Linked DNA regions of Pan troglodytes: region 2 is linked to region 1. A link is a contact called in public Hi-C data. All regions are on one chromosome and are shown on one strand. The core of a region is the stretch at or near the end of the contact, and the rest is flanking DNA. Distances in the headings are between cores, read along the strand shown. Region 1 holds the start of GPSM2 (G protein signaling modulator 2). Region 2 overlaps AKNAD1 (AKNA domain containing 1).

Region 1 (7,422 bases), core at 4,011-6,510:
TTCATACTCCTTAAGATGTAAACATGTAGCATTTACATGTTTCACAAATTAACAAATAAGTAAATGAATATAAATAAAGTTGCAAAATATTTTACTTGATGAAAACTGCATGTAGAAAGAACCATTTCTAAGACCATTAAAATAAGCAAGAAGACAGAATGCTATTCACTATTTCAATAAGAGCAATTTATAATATAGTCTTACTATTCTCAAGGGAAGAATATCTTTAAAAGTGCCTCTTACATTACAATCTCCATAACAATTAGGTAGCACTTCACACAAAAAAATATTCACTGAACAAACAAGCAATTCTTGATTCATGATTCATGTTTTAAGAACTCTCGAGGCCGAGGCGGGCGGATCACGAGGTCAGGAGATCGAGACCATCCTGGCTAACACGGTGAAACCCCGTCTCTACTAAAAATACAAAAAATTAGCCGGGCGTGGTAGCGGGCGCCTGTAGTCCCAGCTACTCGGGAGGCTGAGGCAGGAGAATGGCGTGAACCCGGGAGGCGGAGCTTGCAGTGAGCCGAAATCGCGCCACTGCACTCCAGCCTGGGCGACAGAGCGAGACTCCGTCTCAAAAAAAAAAAAAAAAAAAAAAGAACTCTCTAGCCAATTTAGCAATAATGTGTTCACTCACGTTCCTCATTACATGGAGTTAACAAACCTACTTCCTAGATACAATGTGTGTGTATATAGTGTAAGACTAGCAAAATTTGCAACAAATATTAAATTACAAATTTGATCATTAGGATAAGAAAATTTAATCACAGGACGAAGAACTGGAAAATAATTTGTAGGTTTGAAAGGATATTGAGAAGTCATCAAGTTCAACCTCCAACCTCCATTACTATTTACAACTAACAATCTGCAAGGAACAAATCTGTCTCTTAATAGCATCTTCCAAGCAATGCTCCAAAAACCTCAAAATTAACAAAATTGCTAGATCACGGCATCTAACCATAAAGAAAAGGCAATCATTTTTTCCATATCCCGGGAATTGACAGAGACATATAGAAAGATCAACTAGTACATAACTCTAACTGCCTCACATTTAATTATCTGATTAGGAAGTCAAAATAGACAGACTCCCTTTAGACAGCTAGGTGGACTTCCAGGCACTGTCCAAGGTATGCAATCAGAGCAGACAAGAAAGGCTAGCTCTTTATCAAAATCCTAGCCCTGCTTTACTCCACTGGCAGTAAAAAGTTTGCAAACCAGGTTACATTTTGTGCTTCTTCGAATTTATCTAAACTATCTGATCCTGACTGCCACTTAAATGCCAATAACTTTTGGTCTGTTTCTTTGTTTGTTTTTGGTCTGTTTCTTCCATCCATGGATCTACACAAACTGGTAACATTCATCAGACAATAAATATAATTTACTTTTCTTGCCACCAGGTTAGATCATCTGAACTATATATAAACCTTTTTGGTAAGCATAGCCATTTATTATTACCAACGATGGTCAGTCATCAGCTTCAATCAATTAATACATATACATAATTTTAAAGCTCAATAGTGAAATAGAAAAGAAATGGTCCTTTCCACTAAGCATTGTTTTTTTTTTTTGAGACGGAGTCTCACTCTGTCGCCCAGGCTGGAGTGCAGTGGCGCCATCTTGGCTCACTGTAACCTCCACGTCCTGGGTTCAAGTGATTCTCCTCTCTCAGCCTCCCACAGGTGCCCAGCACCACGCCTGGCTAATTTTTGTATTTTTAGTAGAGACAGGGTTTCGCCATGTTGGGCAGGCTGGTCTCGACTCCTGGTCTCAAGTGATCCGCCCACCTGGGCCCCTCAAAGTGCTGGGATTACAGGTGTGAGCCACTGCACCTGACCCAAACACATTTTAAAGCAGAAATAAATCCCAAATGCAGAAATATTATAAATGCTTAGAAAGGGTCCCTAGAGAGTTTGAGTTTAGAATTCTCCATAGGAAAATATATTAAACATGATTTTGTCTTCTCTTCCCAAAAGTTATCACCATTCTGTGGGAAAATAAATGTTACTATTCAATAATGTTTTGTGATAATATGGGAATAATAATTCTAACTGAAAAGGACCAGGGAAAACTTTTTGGAAGCAAGGAATTTTGTACAGCACCTTGAAGGATGGGTAGATCTTATTAGCCAAATGAAGGAAAGGCATTCCAGTCAAGGGAAAAGAATGGCTCAAGAAAAAGGGAGGGTAGAAATGCACAGAATGTGTTCCAGGATAAGCACACAGTATTCAGAGTAGTGAAAGAGAAGGCTGAGAAGGTAGAACAGTAACAAATTGTGAGGGACTCTGAACATGTGGCAGAAGCATATATTCATATTCAGCTCCCCCTTTTTTTTTGAGATGGAGTCTTGATCTGTCACCCGGGCTGGAGTGCAGTGGCGCGATCTCGGCTCACTGCAACCTCCGCCTCCTGGGTTCAAGCGATTCTCCTGCCTCAGCCTCCTGAGTAGCTTGGATTACAGGCGTGTGCCACCACACTGGGCTAACTATTGTATTTTTAGTACAGACGGGGTTTCACCACGTTGGTCAGGCTGGTGTTGAACTCCTGACCTCGTGATCCGCCCACCTCGGCCTCCCAAAGTGCTGGGATTACAGGTGTGAGCCACCGTACCCGGCCTCAGCCTTTTATTTACACAATGGGGAACCTTGCTGGTATTTTTTCCCCACAAAGGAATAGCCAAGTTGGATCTCTGCTAGGAAGATAAACCAGCAGCAACATATAAGGCAGGAATGGGGAGGAAAGAAAAATACTACAAAAACTCCAGAAACAACTACTGAATAGGAAGCATTTTCTTGTCATCTCACAACACCAACGACATTGCTTTGCACATAAGAGAGGCCCAACAAACTTTTATTTCTTGTCTGGGAAGAAGACAGGAATTATGACGAGGCCAAAGAATCCTATAATAGTGAGAAAACCGGACTGTAATACATTTCTTCTCCACAGTAAAGATTCTATTCATATTTATGTAAGAAACTCAGAAAAGTCTTACTCTTCACTTATGTTTTGTATAAAGATGATTAAGAAGATATTGAAAATATAATGTGATTTATAAGATGATTTATAAAATAATGAAGCAAGATAGTTCCAACAGAAAGACTGAAATATTTCTGCAAAGCTACAACAAAACACAGCACCTAAAGGCATCTTTAAAGTAGAACTTGTCCCTACAAATGGAATCCAGAGACACAGCAGAGATTTAAACAGACACACAGAAGCAATACAGCATGTGCTTTGGGATCAGGCCATGATTTGAATCTCGGCACAGTGACTTATTAGTTATATGATCTTACGCTAAACTCTCAGTTGGTGTGGGCATAATGACACTTACCTAAAATGTGCTGTGATAATTACAGACATGATTTATAAAGCACCTGACCCAGCACCTGGCTCTGATACGTAACAAAAGTACTCAACATAGTGCTGTAGTAATAACAGTAACTGTTATTATAAAATAGACATATTTAATATATATTCAAATAAATTTAGAATAACCTAAATCTATGTCAGATTTTCCATTTTAAAATTCCAGAGAACGAATTACAAATTTCTAAAGATAGATCTTAGAAATATTTTATGTTTATGAAAAGGTCATTTTTAAAACTACTATATCTTAACACTGTTTTAATTAGTCTAGTAAGCAAGTCTCAGATCTATATTAAAATATGTTTGTAACACCGAATATCTGATTTAAGAATGTAAGAAAATACAACTAAACTGCTTATCTGGCCAGAGAGGATTTTGGAGACATGCCTCTACAACAACATCACACAACTTTTTACTTTGAAACCGCTCCAATACTTAAATTATAAGTAATAGCCTGGGAAATAGCTTGCGAAAACGACTCCGTGGTAGTTGTAAAGAGAAGTAGGTGTGAGACCACCCCTAATCCCTGAGGCCCCCCTCTCCTTACACACACCATGTCAACCAACAGTGATCTACCCTTTTTAATGTTGTTTATTCACTTCTAAACAATCAACTAAAGCTGCTCCTGAATAGTGAGAACCCAATCAAAAGTGGTATTTATCAGAAGCAATCACACCGGCTATTATCAGGCCAGAAATCTTCGGTACACCCTTCTAAAGTGGCAGCTTGAAAACTCAGCTCGGTTGGTCCTGCTGACTTCCAACACACCCCACGAACGCTCCAATGCAAACCCGATAGAAAGGAAAGCCAAGAACCTACTTCGTTTAATTCTACGGTGTGGTTAAATTATGCATTAAGGCCAATAAAATTTCCATCCTTACTCGTTTTCTTTAACAGAGTTCAAATGCTACTAGTTCAAATGCTCTAATTGGTTACTATTAAAACAAGGAAATTACAGATTTTTTTTTATTCGAAGGTATTCTATAGATTTCAGGAAAGAGTTTTCTTAACGTTTTATGTTTACTTACTCTTTTTGCAGCAACTACCAATTTCTATGGTAAATCGACCAGTTGGTGCCCAAAAGTTCACTAATTTATGCACGGTCAAGGCAGGTATTTGCCATAAACTGCCTGGTTTAGGTAGGACGCGCCCGACTCCAAGTGATTGCAATCAGCCTCGGAATGAATTCCACGGGGATTCGGGCTTTAATTCACAATTTGTTACTTACATTCAGAGTGGTAAGAAGTCGCTGGACTCTAGTATAGTTTTTATCTTAAAAAAAAAAAAAGACTCAGGAGTGAGGCTCTTAACGCTTTACTCTCATTTTAAGACTTTCCGACAAAAAAGCAGCAACTCCTCAAGCCGAGTTTCTGGTTTCTTGAGCATCGACGCCGCGTCCCCGCAGCGCCCACAGGTCCCGCAAGCCCCCAGCCCGCCTCCTGCCCAAAACAAAGGACGTCACCCCCAGACCTCTGGACACAGAAGCCCCACACGCATGCACCCCTCCCTGTCACCTCCCTCCGAGAGCCCCTCAAACGCCTCAGACCCCGCGTCGCGGAAGCGCTCACCTCCCGCGGGCGGGCGGGTCCCGGGTACGCGGTGAAGGTGCAGCGGCGGCCGCCTCGGGCGACAGGCGGGTGGTCACGGCCCCTCCCCAAGGCAGGGGCACCGCAGGAGGCCGGCGCGCCCCCTGCTCCCGCCCCCGGCAGGTCACGTGGACCAGAGCTCGTAGAGCCCCTCGCTTTCCCGGAGCGTCCCTCCGCCACCTAGGGGTCCCGCCGCTCCGCCGGTCTCAACGCCGCCCTCCTCTGCGCCTGCGCCCCGGCTCCAGGCGCTCTCATTCAAACCGACAACGCCCCGCGTCTTTCGGACCGGCCAATGGCGGGCGGCGCAGCGGGGCGGGGCGGGGCGCTGGTTGCCCCCCTCTTCGCAGTCCTGGCGAACCGTCTGCGTGTCAAGGTGACAGGGGGCTTGGGAGCTTGGTCCTCCTGTGCTCCGGGACGTGTCCTCAACCCTCAGACTGAAGTTTCTTTCCTGTCCTCTTCTTTCTTCTTCAGACACTAAAAAGTAGAGCAATAAATATTGTCTAGAGTTGGCCGGGCGCAGTGGCTGACGGCTATAATCCCAGCACTTTGGGAGGCCGAGGCGGGCGGATCACCTGAGGTCGGGAGTTCGAGACCAGCCTGACCAACATGGAGAAACCCCGTCTCTACTAAAAATACAAAATTAGCCGGGAGTGGTGGCGCATGCCTTTAATCCCAGCTACTCAGGAGGCTGAGGCAGGAGAATCGCTTGAATCCGGGAGGCGGAGGTTGCCGTGAGTGGAGATCGCACCATTGCACTCCAGCCTGGGCAACAAGAGCGAAATTCCATCTCAAAAACAAAACAAACAAACAAAAAACATCGTACAGAGTTCAGATAGAGGCTGGCCTAGATCCCTTTAAAAAAGGAGCGCAAAACCAGCGCCGCCTTTTTGGAAGACTTGGTGCTGCGCTACAGAATGAGTGTCCCAAGCGGCAGATGCGGGATATAGAAGAAAAAGAGGCCTCTGTGGAAGGAACAGAGGGACCGTGTGAAAACTTGAACAAGGCAGCCTCAGTTCTTGAGGCTGTGCCCAACCCTGGCGTTTCCAGCTGTTGGAAAAGCAAACTTCTGTTGACTACAGAATCGCTGGTTCCCAGGAAAATTGGGTGGCAGTTTTACTCAGTTTCACTCAGTCTCAGCGCCTACATTCTAAAGACACTGGGAAGGATAAGTTTTATTTCCATTCACCTCTCCTCCATGTCAAGGTGACCCCAAAATAGTAGTCACCTTATAGTTTGTTCTTCACAAAATACCGGCCGGGCGCGGTGATTCACATCTGTAATACCAGCAACTTTGGGAGGCCGAGGCGGGGGGATCACCTGAGTTGGAGACCAGCCTGGTCAAAATGGTGAAACCCCGTCTCTACTAAAAATACAAAAATTAGCCGTGCCTGGTGGTGGGCGCCTGCAATCCCAGCTATTCGGGAGGCTGAGGCAGGAGAATTGCTTGAACCCAGGAGGCGGAGGTTGCAGTGAGCCGAGATCGCGCCACTGCACTCCAGCCTCGGCGACAGAGCGAGACTCCGTCTCAAACAACAACAAAAACCAAAATACCAAGACCAGAGTCTCTCTGGGGTAAAGCATCTGATGAATTTACTTAGATTATTTTTCAAATAGATATTTCTCTTCTGAAATGAAGTTTAAATGTTTCTACAGGGTAAAGGCTATGTTAAAGAAAACTCCGGGTTCAGTATCTCCGTGAATGATGGCCATAACCAGTGATCCAAGCAACATTTCCCATTAGGTGCATGTTATGGCAAATTGCTTAAAGGAACAGCTTTATCATCAAACTAGACCTGGATTTGAGTTCCAATTCTGCTACTTACTTGCTGATTGACCTTGAATGAGTTATCTTCTTTAGTCTTAGTTTCCCCAACTGTAAAACATAATAAAGCCTCTTCTAATAAGGGTTGCTATGATGCTTCTGTGAGGTAAGGTTGTTAAGTGGTTGACATAGGGCCTGACACATAGAAACTGCTCCATACTTGATACCTATTATCGTTATTATCAACAACCATCTTTAATATCAGGTTCTTGTAAATAACAATGGAATTGGTTGGCTGTACTGTTTCAGAGGTAGGTATTAATTCCTTCTTAATTATAAATTCTTTTAAAGTATGGATACTGTGAAAGCCACAAAGGAAATTTTATATATATAGAGAGAGAGAGACAGGACCTCCCTCTGTCACCCAGGCTGGAGATCACTGCACAGCAGCCTCAACCTCCCAGGGCCAAGTGATCCTCCGATCTCACCCCTCCCCTACACCCCAGTAGCTGGGACCACAGGAGCTTGACACTATGTCTGGCTATTTTTATTTTTTCAGTAGAGAAAAGGTCTCACTATGTTGCCCAGGCTGGTCTTGAACTCCTGGGCTCAAAGGATCCTCCTGCCTCGGCCTCCCAAAGTGCTGAGATTATAGGCATGAGCCCCCTCACCCAGCCAGAAGTACAACATTACATTCAACATGTC
Region 2 (7,806 bases), core at 1,334-3,833, 46 kb after region 1:
AAATAGGATTTTACTATATATATTGTTTTATGCTTTTCATTTAATGTTATATTTTGAGCAGCTCTCCACATCACTTAGAATAAACCTATCGCTTCATTTTTGATGACTGCACTATATTTCATTATACTAATGTACTCTGACACATTTAGACAATCTCTTATTGATGGAGATTTAGTTTTTTCCAGTTCTTTGATATCATAAACACTGCTTCAGGTAACATCATTTGACATGCAAACTTTTGTAGTTGATCATTTCCTTAGAATAAAACCCTAGGATTGCAGTTAATGGTTCAAATGGTACATGCTGAAAATTCTGATAATCTGGCCTTTAGGAAGTCCATGGGGGTTTATAGGCTTAGGGCAGTGCGTGGGAATGTTGGTGTCCCCAGTTTGAGCCTACCCCAGACATTTTTTTCTTTTTCCAACTTTTGCCAAATGCATAAGTGAAAACTGATATCTCATTATTTTAATCTTGCTATTTTTGAAACTCAATCTATTTTCATATGTTTCTTGGCCACTCGCACCTCCTCCTTGACAATATTGATATTTTAAGTTGTTTACAAAACTGAAACCACCATCAATTAAAAAAATGTAGATAGACAACTGAGAAAATATTAAGAGCAAATAATGTTCATTGTTGAGAACTTCATTATATCAAATGCTGTGACAAATTCCCCAAGGAGCAGAACTGTGGTTAAGAACACAAGCATACTGGCCGGGTGCAGTGGCTCACGCCTGTAATCCCAGCACTTTGGTAGGCCAAGGTGGGTGGATCACTTGAGGTCAGGAGTTCGAGACCAGCCTGACCAACATGGTGAAACTCTGTTTCTACTAAGACATACCAAAATTAGCTGGGTGTGGTGGTGTGTTCCTGTAGTCCCAGCTACTTGGAAGGGAGGCTGAGGTGGGAGAATCACTTGAAATTGGGAGGGAGGTGGAGGTTGCAGTGAGCCAAGATTGCGCCACTGCACTCCAGACTGGGCAACACAGAGAAACTCCATCTCAAAAAAAAAAAAAAGAACACAGCATACCAATCAGATAGGCAAAAGTTAAAATCCCAGCTTTCCCACTTACTCATGATGCAACCTTGCCAAATTGCTTAAATCCGCCAGGCCTCAGATTACTCACCATTAAAATGGAGACAACGTGCCAGGATGGTTGGAAGTATTAAGGAGACTATAAGGGAAGCACCTGGCACATCATGAACAACTAACAAATGGTAACAGGAAAACACTGAAACCCTCCAAGAAAATTAATGGACAAAGGACATGAGCTAAAAAGTCACAAGTAAGGCTGGGCGCAGTGGCTCACACAATTACTCACAATTAAAGTAATCCCAGTACTTTGGGAGGCCGAGGTGGGCGAATCATGAGGTCAGGAGCTCGAGACCAGCCTGGCCAACATGGTGAAACTGTCTCCACTAAAAATACAAAAAATTAGCTGGGGGTAGTGGTGGGCACCTGTAATCCCAGCTACTTGGGAGGCTGAGCCAGAAGAATTGCTTGAACCCGGGAGGCGGAGGTTGCAGTCAGCTGAGATTAGGCCACTGCACTCCAGCCTGGGCAACAGAGTGAGACTCCGTCTCAAAAAAAAAAAAAAAGTCACAGGTAGGAAATACAACCAATAAATAAGCATATAGGAACAGACTTATTTCCTTTAGTCACAGAGGAAATGCAAATTAACACAAAAGGTGACACACCCCTCCCTTCAATTAACAGAAACATTTTCAAGTGATAATTCCTGATGCAGAGGAAGGTGTGGTCAAACTGAGCCATCCACATTGTTGGTGGCTGTGAAATCTGTACAACTTTTGTGGAAAGCAATTTGGCAATATGGGTCATCACACAAACATGTTCGCAACCTTTGGCCCAGACATTTCCTCAGGAAGTAATCCAAGATGTGGAAAAAGCTATGTGTACAATGATGCTTCTGCCATTGTTTATAATGATGGGAAAAGTATATTTATTTTTTACTTACATAAAGGGTAAGACCTTAGTCAAAAATACACAGTGGGTGGTAACAGCCCTCACAGGTCAGTGGAGTAATTGTTTTGTGTTAAAGAGGGACATATAACCAATCATTTAGGCCCCCAGACAGTCCCTAAACCCTGTTTTAATTCATAGTTGAATATATTTATTTAGAAAGGCTTTTAGAGCTCTACTAGCCAGCGGTCAGATTAATAGATCTAAAAATTATGTTCCTAAATCTGTTCATTCTCTGGCGAAGCTTGGAGTAATTTGAAACTAAGGGAAAAATAAAAAGGGGAAAGTATTCTGTCATCTGTACACCAGATTTTAAAATCTGTTTAGAGGAGGAAGGAAGCAAGCCAGGGAGGAAACTTCCATTCTTCAGCCCAGGCCATTAGAGGCGCAGCCCTGACTGAGTGACACATCAGAACTAAGGATGGGCTCTTTCTTCTTTTCCTCCTGTCCCCCTGCGCCTCCCTTTCCCCAACTGGAGGAGAGGTTTGGCGAGTCTCTCCGCCTGAGGTGGCAAGTTCAGCCGGACCTCAGCTGCTTGCTGGGCTGTGCGCGTGCAGCTGCGGCGTGAGTCACATCCTCTATCACATCTCCATCTGTGTGCTTTGTGGCGCAGGAAGACCCCAAGGGCACTCCAAGAAGGCAGGATTGTGCAGAGACGACGGCACCCAGTCCGAGCTGTGCCTTCTGTCGCAGGCTCCTTGAATGGTGAGGGCTTCTTGCGGCTACATTCCCAGGGTGGATTGGAGTCAGTCCTGGCATAGTAACTCCAGGGAGAGTGGGCGGCAACTAACTGAGGCCACTGGCTGAGTTATAGAGTCACAGATCTCAGGCCTGGGCACAGAGCCCAGCCTCCCTCGCACCCTACAGATCCTCTAGCAGTGGTCCTCAACTGGGGAGAACATCAAAATCACCATGGGAGATTTTACAATCATGCACATGCCTCCATCCCACCTACTGTCTCAGCATCGCCAGCGGTGGGGCTCTGGTAGGAATATTGCTTTTAAATCTCCCCAGGTGATTCCGATAAGCCCCCTTGGTTAAGAATCATGGTTACAGCCCACGGAGGGTGGTCCTGTAGGCTTTTGAACATTGCCCACATGGGGGATTCTTATCCTGTATAACAAACAGCTCCCACCATCCCTACTCTCTCCTTATGATGAGCAAAAGTCTTCTCTGTTGGGTTTCACCTGAGCCCCCCAGTCCCAGGAACAAGCCTCATCCCTCTTCTCGGGCTGATTTCCTCCCATTCCTAAGGACGAAATCTTCCAGAGCTAACAAGCTGTAAATCATGTAAAATCCTCAGGAGAAATCCTTTGTTTTTGAAACACCCATTGGTGCAACTATTAATCTGTGTCGATTCAGTATCATTTATTTGAAGCTTCTTTCAGGTAGCGAGAGATGTTACCTCTAAGCTCACTGTGGACTCCGGCCAAAGCTTGGCTCATTGACCTTTGGAAGGTCAAGAGTCAGGGAGGCAGCAGGTGTTTAGCAACCACTGTTATATGTACGTAATGGACTCTAATAGAAGCAGATGACAGGGTCTGAAAGACTGAGGCTTCCTGTTAGAAAGCATTCCATTGTGGGAATGGGCACCTGCCTTAAGAGTTCTAATGAGTGTCCACCCCTGAGAAAAGAAACTGCATGAAGCTTGTGCTAAAAATGGTCATGTGTCATTGTGTGTGGGCCATTAAACCACCCTGTCAGTCATCAGCTTTGAGCTGCCCTTTAATCCAAGGGGCACTCATGAAGCTTACTCACTGAGTCATCCCAGGCCTACTATTTTTATTTATTGAATTAAAGTCTAATTTTGGATTTTTAAAGGTTTTACTAAGTATAATGAAAGTATTTTGACATTTAAGAACCATTTTTATTAAGCACTCAAGGTACTAAATTTCTCTCTTCTAAATTCCTAGTCTAGACCCTACAGAAGTACATTAAGTACCAAGACAGGGACCAATGTTCCAGACTAAATAATACTTTTTTATGATAGACAAGCTGGAAAGACAAGCACAACCAAGTGTAAAATCAAATATCACAGTGAATCCACTGCTGGGGAGTGATGAGAAGATACACATGACTTATGAATTAAAATCTTGTAACTTACATAATCCCTGAGGAATTATTGATTGAAGGGAGGACTATATATTCTTTCTGTTAGAAGATTAAATCTCTCTCTCTTGGGACTTGTCCTTTATGAAGCTTGCTGAGGTACATACTGTTTTCAGGATATTTGTAAATTGTTTATATATAAGTGGATAAATTACATATGTATAAAATGTAAAATATGCTTATCCCTTTATGTTATTTCTGATGCAAAACTTTGGATTTAAGTGTGTACTTTAGCTGCTTTGTCTTGTTGAAAAACTGTCTTCTCCAGAGGAATTATGTTTGGCCAGAAGATTTGAGTACACAAAGGAGTTTAAAAGCAGAAAAAGTCCTGTGTTGGACTGCATGCACTTGAGTGAGATCCACGTTTCCCACTTTGGAGAGCAGATGTTCAAATGCCCCAGAGGAGAAGGGTGGAGACAGAAAATGAGGTGTGAGAAAATATGTGACTCAAGAGGACAGCATGTTTTTCCAAGAGGAGGGAAAGAGCCTGGCTTCTCAGCCCCAGCCCCACAAACCCGCAGCCCCATCCCTTCTCCGCCAACAGCAGGCCAGGGCACAGCGCGGCGAGCATGTGTTTGCCCAGCAATGCCTTGGGCTCAAACCCTAGCCCTGGGCAATCTGCCTCATTTATGCCAAGATATCTCGGGCACAGTGCCTTCCATACTAAGAATGAACAACTTTCCCTGGGGGCTATGACTGTATCCCAGGAGCTTAGCAAGAGCTTTGTTCAGAACTGTTATTAATTCGAATTCCTTTGGAGGAGTTGGGATTTCTGAGGAGGAGGGAGGAAGCTGCAGGTGGGCCACAGGAAGGCTCCTAAACAATGTCCATTGCAGTTGCTTCTTTCTGACGCCACCTGGTGGCCATGTGCAACTAAAATCACCTTCACATGCTCCCACAGTCTTTAGTCCCACAGACACCCGACAAAGCCCACTTTGCTGGAGTTGTTGGTTGTAATCAGCTTGTACTTCCAGGACCAAAGCTACGTGACCCATTACTGACGTATAGCATAGTTTCTTCCCCTGGTAGGAACTGTTTGTTTGTTTGTTTGTTTGTTTTTGAGATGAGGTTTTGCCATGTTGCCCTGGCTGACCTTGAACTCCTAGTCTCAAGCCATCCACCCTCCTTGGCCTCCCAAAGTGCTGGGATTACAGGCATGAGCCACCATACCCAGCCTGGAATGGATTTTGATGCATGAGGAAAACTCCAAATTTTATAATTCCATACTTCAAATGTGTTTTGTGAATGTGTATATGATGATTAGATATTAACCTCGGCAGAACAAAACATTTATTTTTCATGTCTTGTATACATTTTCTTTTTTTTTTTTTTTTGAGTAGGAGTCTCGCTCTTTCACCCAGGCTGGAGTGCAGTGGCGCTATCTCGGCTCACTGCAAGCTCCGCCTCCCGGGTTCACGCCATTCTCCTGCCTCAGCCTCCCGAGTAGCTGGGACTACAGGCGCCCACCACCGCGCCCAGCTAATTTTTTGTACTTTTAGTAGAGACAGGGTTTCACCGTGTTAGCCAGGATGGTCTCGATCTCCTGACCTCGTGATCCGCCCGCCTCAGCCTCCCAAAGTGCTGGGATTACAGGCGTGAGCCACCGCGCCTGGCCTGTCTTGTATACATTTTCTTATCAGGCCAAATTGTGCTGGGGTGCAATTTCTTGTAGAAAAGCTCTCAAACAGGCAGGCAGAGGAGAGCTCTGTGTAGAGGATGACAAGCCCCTCCTACACTGTTCCAGGCTCTAATATAACAAAATTTAACGTTTCAACTTTACCAAAACTTTCCCTATCTATTGGAAATGCACTAAAAGTTTACAGGATCTTATGCACCTTTTTTTAGGAAGCAAAAAGTGGAGAAAAAGGGCCACGGAAGGATCAACTGTGGAAGATTTTCAATTGTCCTTCATGAAAAGGCACCACACTCAGATTCAACTCCCAGTAAGTTGATGGGCTTGGGCTGGGTGCTCATTTTTCAGTGTCCCTCCCCATGGGGTCTGCTCGCAGTAGGCACCAGCTTGCCATCTGCCACTCCAAGAGCATTTCCCTACACTAGGATGTTGCATGTTGTATTTATTTATTTGCAAAATGTAAAGAATTAATAGGCTGGGCATGGGGGCTCATGCCTGTAATTCCAGCACTTTGGGAGGCTGAGGCGGGTGGATCACTTGAGCTCAGGAGTTCAAGACCAGCCTGGCCAACATGGTGACATTCCATCTGTACAAAAAAAATACAAAAATTAGCCAGGTGTGGTGGCTCACGCCTGTAGTCCCAGCTACTTGGGAGACTAAGGTGGGAAGATTGCTTGAGTCCGGGAGGTTGAGGCTGCAGTGAGCCATGATCATGCCACCGTACTCCAGCCTGGGCGACAGAGTAGGACCCTGTTTCAAAAAAAAAAAAAAAAAAAAGAAAAAAAAGAAAAGAAAAGAAAAGAAAAAAAGAATCACTTTCAATAAGATGTGGTTAAGTAGAGTAAAGCATGAACACCTGTTTCTAGCTGAAAATGAAGGACTCCATGGACTCAATCACAAGATGTCATTCAGTCTGTCCATCCTCATCCTTCCCACATGACCCATAACTGTACCTGGTAAGGTTACTGGCTACGTGAGAATTGCTGCTGCTTTGGATATATGCATTTCATAGAAGCAAAGAAAGTTGGAGCTGGGAGGTGCCCCAGTACACGCAATTCAATGGCTTTTAGTCATAAGATCCTTTCTTCAAAGATAGTTTAAGGAGAGAAACATCTAGCAGAACTGCCCTGGGAGAAGAGGTGGGGCTGGAGGCCTCTGCTCAGGCAGCTTCTGAGCTTAAAAATCACCTCTGAGCCTAACCTACCTACCCAGCTTGTCTCCCCAGCTTATGCACCAGGAAGCTGCACTGGAGAGCTACCCAGGCTTTCTTACATCTGCACTGCCTGTGGCCCAGAGCCATGCCTCCAGCTCTGCCTTCTGTTATGTCACACTTGGTTCTGCACTGGCTTCTCTGTAGATGACACATTTCCAAATAATAATAGGGTTCATTGATTGAAGACGTATTATGCCAGATGGTATAACAAAGTAGGGGTTTTCCAGGTGTAATCGGAGGGTCCCTGGGGTTTCCTGAAACCCTTTCGGGGGGGCCACCAGGTCCTTCCTTTACCAGCCATATAGCTGTGCAACGCTAGTATTACAGGCAACTTATGGAGATGCAGTTATGGAATCCAGTTGCCTTTTATTAAGCCAGATATTCAAGATATTTGCCAAAACGTAAAATGATGCCACTCTTCTCACTAAATTTTTTAGAAATAGTTATTTTCATTAAAAACTGCTATTTTGTTAATATGACATGGATTTATTACTTTTTAAATGCCATAATAAATAAAATTATCTTTTAAACGTCTCAGTTTAAAATTCTAAAAAAAAGCACCTTGGAACTGCTCATTTAGTTTTGGGAAATCTAAATGATTCGCACAAGCAAAAAATGACTAGTAATCTATATATTAGTACTTCTCTACCAATCCATCTGCAGTGGACTGAATGTTGAATGCTAGCTGTTCTCCAATGAGGGGGGATTTTCACCTCAGGTATATAAAATGGTATATATTATCATTTTATGGTAGATTAAAACCACAGAAACAAAGGCTGTTTAGGGTCCTCAATTTTAAGAGTGTAAAAGGGTTCTGGAATCAAAAGTTTGAAAACTGTTGCCAGTGTATGTCACATAACTCTCACAACA

The links. A called contact is a pair of places that touch in the nucleus more often than the background predicts.
Region 2: a contact with region 1 is called in a Hi-C map of stem cell-derived neural progenitor cells, with 2.2 times the contacts expected there. The contact joins the enhancer-like site here to the promoter of GPSM2 in region 1. A contact is called at or near these places in 2 of 7 Hi-C or Micro-C datasets (a lymphoblastoid cell line and stem cell-derived neural progenitor cells).

The regions. Positions count from the first base shown.
Region 1 is chr1:122,608,385-122,615,806 of NHGRI_mPanTro3-v2.0_pri, forward strand. It overlaps GPSM2 (G protein signaling modulator 2), which reads right to left and starts at 5,261. Exons shown (of 17, transcript XM_009426928.5): 1 at 4,938-5,261; 2 at 4,598-4,641.
Region 2 is chr1:122,657,293-122,665,098 of NHGRI_mPanTro3-v2.0_pri, forward strand. It overlaps AKNAD1 (AKNA domain containing 1), which reads left to right. Exons shown (of 16, transcript XM_016923697.4): 10 at 2,595-2,686; 11 at 5,936-6,033. Among named protein-coding and RNA genes, the nearest start is that of AKNAD1, 28 kb to the left of the region's middle. Within about 2 kb of position 2,584, at least 5 of the 24 cell types and tissues checked have an H3K27ac peak or open chromatin away from gene starts, as enhancers often do. A contact at or near this core is called in stem cell-derived neural progenitor cells, where this site is marked.